Regions from separate parts of the Sus scrofa genome. Here region 1 is linked to region 2. The links are chromatin contacts, called in public HiChIP or PLAC-seq maps. All regions are on one chromosome and are shown on one strand. The core of a region is the stretch at or near the end of the contact, and the rest is flanking DNA. Distances in the headings are between cores, read along the strand shown.

What was found. HiChIP or PLAC-seq counts read pairs in DNA pulled down with a chosen protein or histone mark.
Region 1: an H3K27ac HiChIP or PLAC-seq map of alveolar macrophages shows a contact between it and region 2. The contact joins two enhancer-like sites. A contact is called at or near these places in 1 of 47 Hi-C or Micro-C datasets (embryonic fibroblasts) and 1 of 2 datasets of contacts at active chromatin or transcription factors (alveolar macrophages).

What each region holds. Positions count from the first base shown.
Region 1 is chr1:230,979,508-230,982,207 of Sscrofa11.1, forward strand. No RefSeq gene overlaps it. Among named protein-coding and RNA genes, the nearest start is that of GNAQ, 74 kb to the left of the region's middle. Within about 2 kb of position 1,319, at least 10 of the 83 cell types and tissues checked have an H3K27ac peak or open chromatin away from gene starts, as enhancers often do. A contact at or near this core is called in alveolar macrophages, where this site is marked.
Region 2 is chr1:230,635,586-230,638,285 of Sscrofa11.1, forward strand. The region is part of intron 5 of GNAQ (G protein subunit alpha q); the gene reads right to left. Among named protein-coding and RNA genes, the nearest start is that of GNA14, 92 kb to the left of the region's middle. Within about 2 kb of position 1,341, at least 4 of the 83 cell types and tissues checked have an H3K27ac peak or open chromatin away from gene starts, as enhancers often do. A contact at or near this core is called in alveolar macrophages, where this site is marked.

The DNA.
Region 1 (2,700 bases), core at 69-2,568, 340 kb after region 2:
TTGGGTTTGTTACCGCTGAGCCAAAACGAGAACTCCTCTTATGAATCTTGAAAGTCCTAAATCCTGTCCTTCCGTCTACTATGGTAGACAAGGATGTAAAAAGTAAAAAAAAAGAAATCCCTAGGAAAGTGCCTACTTAATTTCATCTCTATCCTCTGGCAACTCAAGTAGGTAAATTAAAAAAATCAACTTTGGTAGTATAATTTGTATGTGATAAAATGCACGCAATTTAATATGTACAACTTGATGCATTTTAACAAATGTGTATTTCCGTATGTAAGCACCCTTATAATTGAGATAACAGATCATTTTCGTCATGCCAAAACATACCTATTGCAGCCAATCTCTGCTCCCAGGAAAATGCAGCTTTGCTTTTTGTTACTATAGATTAGTTTTGCCTTTTCTAGAATTTCACATGGAGGAATTATACATTATCATGCTTTTATATCTGATTTCTTTTGCTCACTCTAATTTTTGAAATTCAAAGAGTGTGCATGTTAGTAGCTCACTCCTTTTTTATGGTGAATAGTATTCCAGACCATTTTTTAACATAAGAACAATTTTTTCATCACTGGATTATGAGGTAGGCAGGATAGCAAGCTTAAATGCCTAGAGAAGCCAGTCACGTAATATAAGTGAGAGAAAGAGGCTGGTGTAAGAAAATTTATGCTCAAAATACTAGACGCTCTTGTTGTATCTTTATTTTCTAGAGAAAAATTTTTCTTTAACTGTGAGGAAAATATAAGTATGATGACAGATGGTAACTGACATGATTTTAGGGGGATAGCAAGGAATGAAAGAGATTGTGGCAATTTACAAAGCCCCCCCTCCCTTTTGTGTGCCAATTGGCATGAGGAGGTTCCTGGGCACAGATCGAATCTGTGTCACAGCAGTGACAAGTGCCAGATCTTTAACCACTAGGTCACCAGCAAACTCTAGTACCCATATTCTTAGGGAAGCAACTTTGCTACGTGCGAATGGGGGACGAGGTTTCAAATCTTACTGTCCTGGAGAATCAGGAAACCTGGATTTGTATGCAGAATCTTAGTTTTAAATGTGGGAAATAAATTTAAATTTTATTTAAACACTGGGCAGGCCCCCTCACTCCCACCCCCACCCCAAATCCAGGTGCCAGATTTGGATGAGGAAACAGGAGGCACTGCATTGTGTCCTCTTATGGCACAGACTAAACGCTGGCCCAAGCCACCCCCCACCCCAGTGTGCTTTCTGGAGAACCACTCTGGTGGTAATGGGGACCTCCCAGCCTAAAGGAAGCCCAGGGTTGGCTCACCTCATTGGCTGCAGGGAAGAGAAAGTAAAAAAGAGAAGCAAAAGTCATTCCAAGGTCCCAAGAAGAGAGGAAGTGCATATTTGCTACAAGCCAGTTATTATTACCTTTCATTTCTCCCACACTGCAGCAGTGTGGGAATACATACATTGAAATCACCTGGCACAGAGAAGCTGCAGAGGCCCAGATCCCCTCTCAATATACTTAATTAGAATCTCTAGTGGCTGGGCCCACTGTGGATTTCGTATCCACACTGAAGTCTGATGCCCACTGCATTGGATTTTTCCGCCTTTAGTACAAGCGGTTCGGTCGGCATTAGGAGTCCGTGTGGTTCTACATCTACGACACCTCCTTTATGGGAAGAACATTAACAGAGACAAGATAAGGTCTTGTGTGCCCCCTAGGGGTTAGCTTGGACAATGAATAGCTTTAGAGATTTAGAGTAGCTTTTAGATTTTCAGAGGTGTCAGAAACAAATATAATAGGTAGTATTTTTGAGCCTTTATTGGCCTCAGGCATTGTGAGTGGCCACTCACATGAATGATTTCATTTAAGTCCAGGAGGCAGGTGATATATCCGCTTTCTACGGGGGAGGAAATTCACCTGTAAATCCAGTGCTGTGGTTGATCATGCGGTCTCCCTCAATATAATTTCTTCTCTTGGCTTCCAGGATATCGTACGCTTTCACATTTGCTACCATTTCACTGGTTCTTCCTCCTTAGTTGTCATTTCAGTCCTCCCATTCTCCAAGACCTATTAATTTTGGAGCACCCCAGGGATCAGTCCTTGGTTTTCTTCTTTTCCTGTAGCAACTTTCTTTCCTTCTTTTTTTTTTCTGTCTTTTCTAGGACCGCACCTGAGGCACATGGAGGTTCCCAAGCCAGGGGTAGAATTGGAGCTGTAGCTGCCAGCCTACGCCAGAGCCACAGCCCCAGCAACACCAGATCCGAGCTGCGTCTGCGACCTACACCACAGCTCACCACAACGCTGGATCCCTAACCCACTGAGCAAGGCGCCAGGGATTGAACCCTCAACCTCATGGTTTCTAGTTGGATTCGTTTCCGCTGCACCTCCATGGGAACTCCTGTACCAACTTTCTGAGTGACAATGACTCCCAAATGTCTATCTTGTGACCAAACTCTCTCCTGAAACGTAGATTCATATATGCAGCTCCCTACTGGGCATGTCCACTTGGATGTCTCAAATTTAACATGCCTAGGAGTGAGGTTCTCATCTTCTCCTACAGACCTATCCCCTACCAGGTTTTCCCTATACAGTTGATGAGATGCCATCCTTCCAACTGCTCATACCAGAAACCTTGGTCTCCTACCTACTCCTCTCATGCACACCACTCCCCTCCACCCCTACAGCCTCCACCAATGTTTGAGTCCTCATCATCTCTCACCTGGATT
Region 2 (2,700 bases), core at 91-2,590:
AATACATCTGAATTAACTGAAATGTTCATGAGCCACTGAGCTATTTAAGAATGTTAAATTACTCTGTGTATACTAAATGCTGCCATAATGTCCCAGTTTGGAACAGTAAAAGCAAGGTCTCCCAGAACACTCCTGTGCTGGTGTTATCTTTATCAAATCACTTTCCTCTGTGTGTGTGTGGGATTGACTTCACGATGCCGAGGTGAAGAAAAAAATAATATCTTCGTCTTTTCCTTGCGAGCCTGATGAGTGGCGTTTTGAGAAATAACACTAGAGGAGTGTGGGGAGGCCAAATTAAAAAAGGGCTATTCAAAATCCTAGTGTCTCTTTCCTGACTAACTCCTGTTGTTAGGTGTCAGCCAAGCACTCGTCCCAAGAACTGGGTCCCTCCAACCCAGGGTTGGGTGCCTTTTGTTTCTGCTCCCACATCACCTGCAGGTACTGCTATGGAAGTGCTGTGTGATACTCTGCACCATCATTGCCCATTTACGTGAGTGTCTCATCTACTGAGCTGGGAGCTTAAAGATCAGGCAGCATCTTGTAGACTATAGCACCCCAAGCATCAAGCCCAGTTTCTGGAACACTCCGTAAGTATTTCTTGACAAAATAGATAGGTATTTTACATGAACTATGTCACTTAACATTCATAACAAGTTTCTAAATCATGACAGCTCTTTAATTTTAATGACCTCAGTTAAAAAAAAAAAAAAAAAAAAGAGTCCTGAGCTGCAGAATTTCCTTGTTCTGCCCTAATCATCCTCCTAGGCCTGGACATAACAGGACCTTGATGGCAGATACCATGTGGTCCTGGGCAGTGGACATGTTATGACCAATAACAGGCAAGTGATGCCTTTTGCTATATAAGTGTCCTGCACAGGATATGTGAATCTACAGGACTCATTAATAGGAAAGATGGTTCCAAAACCTGCCACATGTGGTAGATTGGGAAACTTACTTCAAAGATACATTTCAATCTGGATAGAAACTACGTGGAATAGTTGTGGATTTCTGAAAGCCAAAACTGCTGAATCAGGGGTCTAGAGTGCCCCTATGGCAGAGATCATCCACAGTCCATCCAAATGGGTTTCTCCCTCCTCCTACAACAAGAGAATTGTAGCCAGAGACACGACTTCCCAGTCAGACTCCATGCCCAAGGGACTCCTGAAGTTTTATGTGGCCATCTGACTAAATTCTTATAAATGGAACATGAGTAAAAGTGATGTGTGCCCACGCTGGGTTTGGTCTCAGACAGCAGATATAACTCCACATGCTGTCTTCAACCTCCCATGGACTGAAACCTAACGGGACAGTGACCTAGCTTCAATTGCTCACATGATAACAGTGCCCTAGCAACCCTGGCTCCTGACGGCCACAAGCAGCAGAACTGCCTGGCTGAACTGGAGTGCTTCCTTAAAAAAGAAATTAAGTCTATTCTTTAAACCCCTATATTTTCAGGATGCTTTGTTATAGCAGCAGAGCTTTCCCCTAACTAATAAACTCTCTAAGGAAAGAACTCATATTAGGAGATGGTGGCCTCATTTCCCCTTCACATTTCCGAGCTTCAAGTTTCCTTATCTGTAAAATGAGAAGGGAAACTGAAATCCTCTCTGGCTCCAAAATTCTCTGAGTCATCACTATTCTCCATCCCATGAGGCCTATCCAATCTCACCCTAATGTTTCTTCAAGTTTGCCTTCACTGTGCCTTGTCAAAGTCTGCTCTATGGCTTTCATTTACACTGATAACGGCTTGTTATCTCAACTTGGAGCTTGTGTCATTTACTGAGGATCAAAGCCTTAAATTAAAGGATTGAGCTCATATTAAAAGTTCAGGTACCAACTGGAATTGATGAGATTTTCGAAAGGCAAAGACTCCATGAAATTACTCCAGTGAAATGGAACCTTCAGGTTAAGCTCTGCTCTATTAAAATATAAACATACCAAAAATTTGTAACAACTGTCTTCTCACAGATGAGCATCTATCCCAAGAACTACAAATTACATCTCTTATTTATTTATTTATTTATTTAACCAAGCTGAGGAACCACCTCAAGGACCTATGATCATGTAATGATTTCTCTCATTTCTGGCTGCCCTAATATTTACCCTTCACCTGTTCTGCAAATAATCAACTTTCTACCAGGCTAAAAACCTCTTCCCCATATTTCCACAATTACTCCCATACCACCAAGCCATTTTCTTCACTTTCTGCCTCCTCCGCGACTCATAAATACTTCCTATTAGAAAGAGAACTGCTAATATGACTTTCACATCTGTATCTCTTAATAGCCTAGCATCTGCTCTTACAGGCTCAGGTCTCCAATTCTGAGCAGCATAGAAAATACTACAATATTTTCTACCACTACTACAAAGCCATCAGCTATCACCATAGAGCTCTCACTACATCTTGGATATCACCTTGTATAAGGACCATATAAACCAAAACTGCACTTTTGGCGTCCACCAGTTTTGTAAGTTCGTGAGTGACACAAATGTTCTCCAATTTCATTAACTGCACACAAATCTCCCATTGGCATATCAATTATTTTTTCAACTTCCAAGAGTCCAATAACTTGCTCTAGGAACACTTAAGCCCCTTTTCAGTTTCTTTCAATCAACCTATAAATATCATGCACGTCTGAACTGCTTTGAAATTCCCTAAGCCAGCTAAATCCACATATGTCCCTAAAAGCTAAAGGCTAA